Linked DNA regions of Mus musculus: region 2 is linked to region 1. The links are chromatin contacts, called in public promoter capture Hi-C maps. All regions are on one chromosome and are shown on one strand. The core of a region is the stretch at or near the end of the contact, and the rest is flanking DNA. Distances in the headings are between cores, read along the strand shown. Region 1 overlaps Zfand3 (zinc finger, AN1-type domain 3). Region 2 overlaps Btbd9 (BTB (POZ) domain containing 9).

Region 1 (5,912 bases), core at 237-2,736:
ATAGAAAGTTAAAGCTGCCAGGCGGTGGTGGCACACACATTTAATCCTAGCACTTGGGAGGCAGAGGCAGGTGGATTTCTGAGTTCTGAGGTCAGCCTGGTCTACAGAGTGAGTTTCAGGACAGCCAGGGCTACACAGAGAAACCCTGTCTTGGGGGGGGGGGGGGGGAGAAAGAGAAGAGAAGAGAAGTCAAGTCTTAAAGCTGCAGTAGAACTGTCAATAGAACTGTTTTAGAGTTGCATGGCTGTTGATATAGACACTAATGTCTATTTTGGCATAAACACTGTAAACCGTAGCAGCCAACCTGATGATCAAGACTATGGTGTGAGCCCACAGGCAGCACACACAGAGACTATGATGTGAGCCCACAGGCAAAACACACAGAGACTATGATGTGAGCCCACAGGCAAAACACGCACAGAGACTATGGTATGAGCCCACAGGCAGCACACAGAGACTATGGTGTGAGCCCACAGGCAGCACACACAGAGACTATGGTGTGAGCCCACAGGCAGCACACAGAGACTATGGTGTGAGCCCACAGGCAGCACACACAGAGACTATGGTGTGAGCCCACAGGCAGCACACACAGAGACTATGGTGTGAGCTCACAGGCAAAACACGCACAGAGACTATGGTATGAGCCCACAGGCAGCACACAGAGACTATGGTGTGAGCCCACAGGCAGCACACACAGAGACTATGGTGTGAGCCCACAGGCAGCACACACAGAGACTATGGTGTGAGCCCACAGGCAGCACACAGAGACTATGGTGTGAGCCCACAGGCAGCACACACAGAGACTATGGTGTGAGCCCACAGGCAGCACACACAGAGACTATGGTGTGAGCCCACAGGCAGCACACACAGAGACTATGGTGTGAGCCCACAGGCAGCACACACAGAGACTATGGTGTGAGCCCACAGGCAGCACACACAGAGACTATGGTGTGAGCCCACAGGCAGCACACAGAGACTATGGTGTGAGCCCACAGGCAGCACACACAGAGACTATGGTGTGAGCCCACAGGCAGCACACACAGAGACTATGGTGTGAGCCCACAGGCAGCACACACAGAGACTATGGTGTGAGCCCACAGGCAGCACACACAGAGACTATGGTGTGAGCCCACAGGCAGCACACACAGAGACTATGGTGTGAGCCCACAGGCAGCACACAGAGACTATGGTGTGAGCAGGCAGGCAGCACAGTCAAGTGGAAAAGGAAGGACTCCCGGGCAGGAGAAAGTAGGACAACACAAAATATAAAATTTGAGAATTCCCTTCTACAATTTTCTATGTTTGTATTTAACAAAGACATTATCAGAGTGCTTGAGCCTAAAGGCTAAACAGGAAAAGAGCATCAACAGGCACATATGTCATTCTGTTAACCCAAAACTGAAACTGCAGTCATAGTCCCTGCGACTGCCTGAAGGCAGGATTTGGAGCTGAGGCAGCAGGTAAGGCTCTAGCAAATGGTGCTTGCGCTTTGATTGGCTCTTATTTTTGACAGGTTAAAGGTCAACTGACACTGCAGGAACTTCAACAAGGTAGAGCAGAAATAGTCTGTATACGCAAACACTCAAGTCCTGCATACAGACAAGAACTGACTTAAAGATGATCCACAATGACTCCTGAATGACAGCTATTTGATTCAATAAAGCACATTAACGGGCATCCCGACTGCACTGCAGAGTATCAATCTATGAGAACAAGGCCCTAGTGAAAGCAGCAAGCTCTGTAGAACCAGCCTTAGAACTAATAAATAAATGTACTAGAGGAAAAAAACCTTAAATTAAAATCAAGAGACATTTAAAGTTTGGGCATTCTTTATTACGGGAGAGAATCTTCCACTTTGAGACTATTATATATCAGAAAAGCTCCATCTGTTGTATAATTATCTCTGATAAACGGCTTGATGCCTCAAGCTTCATTAGAGAAAAGAGAAGAAAAAGGCACATACAGAGAGAGCTGTAAATAAATCGCCCTTCCATATTTCACTTAAAACCAGCCCAGCAGGAAACCATAAAATATTTTTAATAGGTAATATTTTCCAAACACTTTACTGGAAGCTGCTGGCCTGTTCTGTCCAATAACTGCCCTACGACAGAAGCCAATCTGAAAAGGGCCAAACTGGCTCCCCTTACAGATTACTAGAAATTTAATTGGAAAATCAAATAAAAAGCTTATCTACTTGGTAGCAGTGATATTCACTTTGCAGAGAGCAGCTCAGACTTTGCCAGAGCCAACAATAGGCCATAAAGGACATGTTGAGAGGCATTAGAACCTAGAAATTGTGACTTTCTTCTTCAGTTCTAACACTCAGGAGATAGAGACAGAAGACCACAAATATGAGATAAGTCCAGGCTCACTGTGAGATTTACCTTTAACACCCCACCCCAAACCTCCATTTTTTAATCTCTGGTGCAAAGGACATCTCAGCCAAAATTTAGGAACAACTCAACAATGTTCTCATAGCATCAAGTGGGGAATAATGTCATATATTAAAGGAAAAGTCAAGAGTTTGATGTCAGCTTGAGCAACTTGTCTCATTTAGGGTTACTACTGAAATAAACAAAACTCCACGATTAAAAGCAAATTGGATAGAAAGGGGTTTATTTGGCTCACACTTCCACATTGTAGTCCTTTATTAAAGGAAACCAGGAGAGGTACTCAAGCAGGGCAAGAACCTTCAGGCAGCAGCTGATGCAGGGGGTCATGGAGGAGTGCTGCTCTCCATGGCTTGCTCAGCCTGCTCAAGCCCAGGAGCTTGCTACACTATTAGGAAAATGCCCTGCAGCCAGATCTTCTCAGTTGAGGCTCCCTTCTTTCAGATGACTCAAGCATGTGTCAATTTGACACAAAACTAAGCAGGACAACAATAGAATGAGAGCTAAACCAAAACCCAGGTGAGAGAAGATCTGATTCTAACAAAAGACTTAAAAGGATAGTTTAAGGAGCTGGAAAAAAAAATCAAACAAACAAACAAAAAACCTATCAGGAAATTAAGGAAAGGAGGAACCAAAGCAGAAACAAACAAAATTAAGACCTGTAGGTTGGGGGTGGGAGAAGTACAAGAAAGTTTAAAAAAAAAAAAAATCAACAATAGTAAAAATAAGGAGTCAAATAAATAAAATCAGAAACAATAAAAAGATGGCACAGAAATACAAAGGATCACCGGGAACTATTACAAATAGTTCAAATAGTTACAAATATCTACTCACCCACAATCTGGAAACCCAAAGAAGATGATCAAATTCTACATTAAACCATGAAAAATAGAACATCTAAACTGACCTACTGTAAGCCAGCGAAACTTAGTAACAAAAAAAGAACTGGACGGAATCATCACATAGTCTATCAAACCTCTGAAAGAAGACAACAACAAACATTTGTAATCCACCTCAAAAACTTAAAGGGGAAGGATTCTCTCAAACTCATGTATAAGATCATATTACCTCAACACCAAAGCAGACAAGGACAGGTACACAAAAAGGAAAATTACTATCTCTGATAAAAAACAACCCATACATTTTCTTAATACAAGCGACCTCAACCCCACAGCACATGGAAATGGTTACAAACTATGAACAAGACCCAGCTCCTGGACACAGGATGGTTCACGATTGGCAAGTCAGTGAGTGAGTCTGTGTATCACACCAGCAGAAAAGGGACAGTAGACAAAGACAAGACAGTAACATTCAGCATCCTATCCAGGCACTGCGGCTCTCCCCGGGACCTCAGCTCTCGGGGGCGGCTCATACAGGAGCACTGTTATGAGCTTGAGACCAACTGGGTTAGTGAATGAGACTCCCAAAGTACAGGAGAAATAAACACTTTCCACAATAAGAGCTCTGATGAACGGGGCATATAGAAAAGATAATACAATAACACAATTAAGGCCATATGTGCCAAACACACAGCAAACAGCATAACCAATGAGGAAGTCGAATCCATTTCCCTAGGATCTGAAAGAAGACAAGAAGGCTCTCTACTCTACTCTACTCTACGCTACCTCTATACAGCACTCTACATAAGTCCTAGCGAAAGCAATTATGTAAGGGAAGGAAAGGCCATCCAAACTAGAAAGGAGGAAGCAAAATTATCTACTTCCTTGACACACTGTTAACATCCTTCTTCTCTTCTGAAATGATTTTCACACCCTTCCTAGTTCCATTAAACAAGTTATAATATTAAAATCTCCTTTTCTGGAATGCTATAATCTATCCCTGTTCACAATACTGTCAGATTGCTCCTTCAAAAGGACAGTGACACTATCACTGTCTCTTCATTAGAACCACAGCTATTGTTCAAAGTCCCAGTAGCTTGACTGGACATTCATTCAAGCTTGGTAATCATTAACTTTCCAACTTCATTCTCCATGAATGAAGTCACTACCCAAGAGAAACTCCAGGCAGCTTTCCTCCACAGCTCACACTACATGTGTGAAGTGTCTCTTCACAGCATTCTGTCTTCAATACCATTTCTGAGTAAGCCAGTGCCTTTCAATAACACTTACTACAAACGCTGACCTACTAACATTAAGTATACACAGAATGTGTCCGGCTTCTAACCCCAGCATCCGGACAGAACTGGGCTGGATCACTTCCAGTGTAGAGTTGTCCTGTGCAATATAAGATGTTAGCAGTCCTCTCGTCTCTCAGCATTGCGTTGCTTTGAGAGGAAAAAGGGGAATAATCACTCCTCTTTGCCATCTTCTGATTTAAATTGAATGTCCCTGCTAAACAATAAACTCTCTAAAGATCTTCTGTTTTATATTCTCAATATAACTGAATATAATAACATGTGAAAGTATTAAACAAATTATTTTTTTCCCTGCTAACCTTCCCCAAATTAGTAGACTTGATAACCTAAACTATTACATTTCTAAATACCCATTAAGCTTGAAACATAAATTCCAACCTTAAGGAAAGCATAAGAGGCAAATACTATGAGTTACATTGTGTCCCACAAGAAATCATTGTAGCATTATAACGACTATGTATCACATACAAGGGTAACAAGAGGACCAGTGGTATGGCTAGGCACTTATACACAGGATTGGCTAACTGGGTTCAATCCCCAGGCCCCTTAGCCTAACAGGAGAGAACGATACATACCTACTCGCTTACATCCTCATATTCAAAACACACACATTCGCAAATGCACGCAGTAAAATATTAAACAAGAATAAAAGTATCTCCTACTTTCTTCACACAGCCTGTGCTTTTATTACCTAAGTGTAAACTTAGTCAAGGCCAGTTAGCAGAGGCAAGAGTCCAATCTAAGTCTAGGTCAGGCTGACGTTCCCAAGACTGGTGATTCTAAATGCTTGCTGTACAGCAGAATTCTCCATAGACTTTAAAGGCTGAATCTTTGAGCTTCCTTCTCTTTGAAGAGTTAAATTAGGCTCAAGGATGATAATAAAAAACTAAAATTGTTTGTTAAATCCTCGGTGGAGAGCTGATGAAATATGTCCATGTTGTCATGCAGCCCTGATGACCCGAGTTCCAATCCTGGTGGAAGCAGAGAACTGACTCCAGCACACTGTCCTCTGCCCTCTATGATAACCATGCAAGTGCACTACATGCACAAGTCTTTCAAAAATGCAATAAAAAAGATTGCTTTAAATTTCCCCAGTGAGTTCTAATGTGAAGGCAGAGCTGATAACCGCTGGAAGGCTAGTCCTAAGAAGACCTCACCTTCTCTGGAGTGGCTGCACTTACTGACTTGCACAGCACAGCATTCCACACCCACACATTTGTCTTAAACAGAATCTGAGTTAAGCCTTCCTGAGCAAGGCTCTCACGCTGATGCTCCTGGGCTGCTCTAAGGCTCTCACAGATAGAGACTTACATTCCTCTGTACTCGGTGAAGTTACATTCAGTTCTGTCGGGAGCGACTGCTGGCTG
Region 2 (5,639 bases), core at 573-3,072, 320 kb before region 1:
GTGAAGTGCACTGTCCGCGTCTTTGTGCATGTGATGGTTTATTTTACTTACAGAAGCAGATAGAGAAATTAGAATTGAGCTGATAGAGAAGATATATTACATAAATAAGCAATTCCAACAAAAGTTTTGCCATAATAACAAATAAATACCCTGCTTCAGAGGTTGGAGATTAGAATTCTGTTACATTAAATGCTTGACAATTAATTAGCTATTGTCTGTAAAGGTTCCCAAGATGACAAGTTACTTAAACACTGTTATTAGGAATAGCTGGATTAGTAATAATAATGCTCAAGTGCCATTGGCAACAATGAGGAGATTTTAAAAATAAAGATAAATGCATATGATCACAGTCAAAGTGATTTGTGTGCTGAATGCAGAGCAGGCGGTCCCTGGGCACCGTGCTTCCGAGACTGCAAGACTGCCGTGACGAATGTGCTGGGCTTGGCACACTCCTCTGAAGAGCATGAGACAAGAGTACTTAATTTGTTAATAGTATTTTTTTTTCCTCTGCTCTGTTGTGTTACCTAAGTAGTGTTGGCTTAGTAAAGAGAAGAGTGCTGACAGAAGGCAGGCTTGGCAGAGGCCATCACCAAAGACCCCAGAGACTCTGCCACTTGTTACTGTGTGTGTGTCTTTAAAAATGCTATATGATTTGGTATGGTTAAAATTTAACTTCTGGCTGGTGAGATGCTCAGCGGTTAAGAGCACTGACTGCTCTTCTGAAGGTCCTGAGTTCAAATCCCAGCAACCACATGGTGGCTCACAACCATCTGTAATGAGATCTGATACCCTCTTCTGGAGTGTCTGAAGACAGCTACAGTGTACTTATATATAATAAATAAATCTTTAAAAAAATTTAACTTCATTCAGTGTACAGATTTTTGTTTTGTGGAATTTATACCCATGGACCCCATTTGTTTTGTGTGTAATTTTGCAAGAAAAATCACTGTGGAGCCTATAACTGGCCTGGTGTCAACAACAGACATGGCCAAGATCAAAGTGACACCCATGCACTTACTATGTAAAGTGAAGCTTAGGAGTGTTGCTGTTGTCTTCTTGGTCTGAGAAGAACTTTTTTATTAAATTGAATGTGTGCAGGGTCAGTAGTTGACACCCGCTCTCCCTCTGATGCCTGCTCTCTGTTACTGTTGGGTTCGGGCTGTGAGCGGAAGGGTTCAGGGTACTGCTTGGCAGAGGATTGTAAACAGAACGTTCTGTCCAGTGCTCATGGGCTGCTCCCTGCTCTGTATTTTTGTTGTTGGTTAGTACTATGGAGCAGATCAAGAGAACCATGCGGCTTTGAGAAGTATCTTTGCCTCTAAATAATGAAGCAACTTATTTATGTTCTGTTCAGCTCCTTGGTACAGTCTGCTGTTTGGAAGTATTTATAGTGTTCCTCTGCCCATGAATATGGAGTGTAGATGACAGACTGGTTCTGACGTTGTGGCTTGTCCTTGATAACCTTGTGCAAGTCTGGAGAAGACCGAGATGGCTGGGATCTGGCTATGGGTACCAAAGACAGGTGCTGCAGGCCGCCAGACTCTCACAGGAAGGTAGCTTCTGTTATAAATGATCAGACTTCTGGCCCAGGTCATTTGTTGGGAGTTACCTGATTCTTGGTCTCTCTAGAGATGTTTGTTCATAGAAAAGTGACTTGACAGTGTTCCTCTAGAGGCAACAAGTTGCAACAGGAGTGTGAGACTGAGGGCACCTTAGTCTTAAACCCATCTGTTCTCACGTGCCTGAAGCATGCCCTTACCCAACTCCTCCTCTGCAGAGCTGGCTTGCTGCACTGCCAGTTGCCTGTAGTTTACTCTAGCCAGGCTTGCCTAATTAGGTCTTGAATAATACTTCAGTGTTGCCTGGAATGGAGAAAAGAGCTGGGCCCCAGCTGTTACCCAGTAGCTAGAGTGTCTGGAATCCTCTGGCATGAGTGGCTGTGATGTGGTGCTGAGGGTTGGCCATCCTCATCGACTGTCCTTCTCTCCCTGAGTATTCTTTGCAGTTTTCTTCTCTCCGTATGGGCCCCTTTCCTGATCTTCTGCTCCTGTCTCTTAGTTTCTCTTTCCACATACTGAACGAGGGAACTTGAGGACAAGCTTTTCGTCCACACTGCTGCCCAGTGTCCCCTATGTAGGACCCAGTATGCCTGATCATTTTGATCTCAGAGTTAGCTAGCTCCAACAGCACACCTATGAGACATCTCCTGAAAGACTGGGGAGGTGGCTTAGTAGCTAAGGCCATCAGCTAGGCTTCATGAGGTACCCAGTTTGCTTTGCAGAGTCAGGGATGGCTATAGATGGCTCAAAACCCCTGCACTAATGACTTCCATGGCAACTGCACTCAGGTGCGCACACAGACACACTGCACACATAATTAATAAAAAAAAATTAAGTTAGAAAAGAAACATCTGTGGAGTATGCATCATCTTGTGTGCTGAGTGAAATGTTTCGAGAGGGAATCCATTTGAAGGGAGGGGAGAAATCCTTGAGCCCTGAGTTAGAGAGTATAAATCACAAGTCAATATGAACTTCAGATAATCCTTTATCCAGCAGCGATGTGTGACAGCACTTGGAGGTGGGAAAATTCCCTCCTTGTGTACTTTTGGAGAAATCCAGTGTTTTTATTTGGTACAGTTGCATATTCATTCCTAACAGACTGCGTTCTGAAAGAATTGGACTTTTATAGATTCTATGAATATTCAGAGAGTCACCAGAGCCGAGTCTGTCCTTTACCTTATGTGTCTAGACCCATCTGTCATTTCTTGCTAGATAGTTCTACTTCTCTTTCGCAGCGTTTGCCTTTTGGATAAAGCATTCCCCATTGTTGACCGGGGGTGGGTGGGGGTGGGGGGTTGGGGGTTGCTGGTGGCTTTGGTTCTCTGCTTGAAGGTAGGCAGTCCTCAGAGTGGATCTTTGGAGGGACACAAAGACAGATGGACACAGCCTTCTGTCTGTCAGTGTTCCCTCTGGGCTGTCTCCCATACCTTGGGTGGTGGTGTTCCCTCTGGAAAGCAGTTAGGACATTGTTTAGCATACTGGCTCAGCAAGGGGCACAGGATGGCTGTTGCCACTAACTCATCAGAGAACTTGGCAAGCAGCAGACCAGACTCTGGAAGCCTTATTCATTAGCATATTAATTGACATGACCATTAGCCTTAAGCCCAAATTTTAAAAGTTGTCCCATGAGTCCCTTCTCCTGGTACCCTCTTATTTCTCTCAAGCCTATTTACATCTTAAAAAACAAAAGCATGCTTTCAACATTTTAAAACTTAGGCTCCTTTTGATAAACTTGAAAGTCTTATAGTACCTTTACTATTATTTAAGATATTAATTAAAAGGAAAGAATCAAAGTAATGACAGTCGTGAAGGCCATTTTTCATCCTACAGTTGAGGTCATTGTGAGGTTGCTTGCCTGCCACAAGCTTGACAGAGTCCGGTGTAGGTCACTTTCACCTCATGGTGCTCATTTGCTTTATCATTGTCATACAGGGTGTGAGGCTCCTTTCCAGTGTCCTCCGTGTGCTGTGTCCTTTGAGGTTACACTCATGCCCAGCTCCCCCTGCTCAAAGGTTGGGAAGCTTGACTCCCCTACTGTCTTCTGTCATCCCGCTTTAAACCCGTAACTAGGAAGAAGCAGGTGAAGTAATTGAGATGGCTTAAGTGAGGCATTTTTATTCCTGAGCACATCCTGTTCCCTGTGAGCATCCCGTGGGGCTGCGCTACCGTTCCTCCTCTTCAGTGTCCTTACTTTCCAGATGTCCCTGCAAGGTCAGCGAGGCCCTGTCTGCCAGCCTCACTCAGACTCACTCCCATGCCAGCGGCCCTTCTGTGTACGGTGAGTGAAGTAAACAGACCGCAACCTCCCGGCTCTTCAGTGTGGGGCAGTAAAGGGCTGGACTTGTATAGAAAGCCGCTGTAAGGAGGTTCACTGGTTCCGCTGAGTGCTTCCCAGTCCACTAACTCCACCTCAAGTGCCCCTCCCTGTGCGATGGGTCTTTTGCAATTTTCAGTCGTCAGAGGGGCCAGAGAAGAGAACTGACATCTTTGAAGATGTTCTGTGCATGTTTGAGGTGGTAGGGCCAGATGTAGCTCTTATATTGTGAAATTGAACCCTCAGTGTTGGCATGAGATGGGAACCCATTGTTCCTTGTACATAGATGAAGACTTTCTGCTCGCCACAGAGCGGTCTGAGTTTGGACCTGAACTGTTGCTGTCATTGTAGCACTGCATCCTTGGTTCCTATGACAAGACTGACTATTTTCCAACATGTTCAAAGCTTTATATTTTTTGCATAAACAAAAGAGGAAAATCATTAATTTGTATTATTCTCTTGAAAACAGCCTAGTTCATTCTACTCAGTAACTGTTTGATTTATGATCTGGGGCAGTGTTTTCATGCCTTATGGCTTTTTATGAGTAGAAAACTGGGAATGTTATAACAACCTTACTCATTTTGGTTCTTATTGTGAATGAAAGTATGATCCTTTGACTATGAAAGATCAATGTTTGGGGGGCGGGATCAGAAGCATTTTGTATTAGCTTGAGGGAGCTGCTTCCTGCCACCTCAGGAAAACTATTTGGCTCTAGAAAACTGTTGACACACAGAAAGAGAGTACCGGATACTTTATGACCCTAACTTGCTGTTACAATGCTCACAGGTTGTGTAACAGAAGAGTGTCCCGTGATTTTTATGATCTTGTTTAAATTTGAACGTTTAGGAGTCAGTTGTCAGTTTCTACTGCAGAAGGCCAGCCACTGGCCTGGGACTGGAGGGATCCACTCGCTTCTCCTGAAGCCCTGAACCCGTGTGAGGCTCTGTCTGTCTCCTGTCCCTCAGAGCTTGTCTTAGAAGGAACAAATGAGATTTGAATAAAGAGGTTTAAATTTTGTGAGGGAAAAGTAACAGTGGGAAGATAGTATGACATGATAAATGTGACGAGATAAGCACTCGTGTTAAAAATAAATAAATAGGGCTGGTGAGATGGCTCAGTGGGTAAGAGCACCCGACTGCTCTTCCGAAGGTCCAGAGTTCAAATCCCAGCAACCACATGGTGGCTCACAACCATCCGTAACGAGATCTGACGCCCTCTTCTGGAGTGTCTGAAGACAGCTACAATGTACTTCCATATAATAAATAAATAAATCTTTAAAAAAAAAAAATTAAATAAATAAATGAATAAATAAATAAATAAATAAAGGCGCTCATGTTACTCCCTTTGTTCAGTGTGAAAAGAATGGAACAGTGGCCTCTGAGACTTGCATTTTGAACACTTGGCCACTGGAGGGCGCTATGCCACTGCAAACCACTTTTTTCAAGGGAGAAGTCATCAACTCTCATTTTTCTTCAAAGATAAAGGATTCATATTCTTGTAATACTGAATCCGTTCATACTTAACATTCAGCCTTTAGCTGTGGAAACTTGTTTGAATGACAGTAATGGCTTCATTTCAAGTTATTTAAATGTTTAATGCTGTGTAATTTACACAAATGTGTATAATCCTTTATTTAACTAGATGAAAATAATATACTGTTAACATTGTTTTTTAGCATTAATTAATGTGACTAATTATAACAAAAACCACTAAATCAGTTTCATTGCATGATCAGACTACAGAGAGGCTTCCGTCAAGCCCAGGCT

Evidence for each region. Capture Hi-C pulls out chosen DNA fragments and counts their contacts.
Region 2: a promoter capture Hi-C map of pancreatic islet shows a contact between it and region 1. The contact joins two enhancer-like sites. A contact is called at or near these places in 9 of 484 Hi-C or Micro-C datasets (the 3T3-L1 cell line, the AML12 cell line, Th2 cells and 5 more), 1 of 115 datasets of contacts at active chromatin or transcription factors (embryonic basal ganglia) and 2 of 9 other capture datasets (embryonic stem cells and pancreatic islet).

What each region holds. Positions count from the first base shown.
Region 1 is chr17:30,135,450-30,141,361 of GRCm38.p6, reverse strand. Zfand3 (zinc finger, AN1-type domain 3) reads right to left here. Exons shown (of 6, transcript NM_001356265.1): 3 at 5,857-5,912. Among named protein-coding and RNA genes, the nearest start is that of Zfand3, 130 kb to the right of the region's middle. Within about 2 kb of position 1,486, at least 5 of the 459 cell types and tissues checked have an H3K27ac peak or open chromatin away from gene starts, as enhancers often do. A contact at or near this core is called in pancreatic islet, where this site is marked.
Region 2 is chr17:30,454,689-30,460,327 of GRCm38.p6, reverse strand. The region is part of intron 6 of Btbd9 (BTB (POZ) domain containing 9); the gene reads left to right. Among named protein-coding and RNA genes, the nearest start is that of Btbd9, 120 kb to the left of the region's middle. Within about 2 kb of position 1,822, at least 32 of the 459 cell types and tissues checked have an H3K27ac peak or open chromatin away from gene starts, as enhancers often do. A contact at or near this core is called in pancreatic islet, where this site is marked.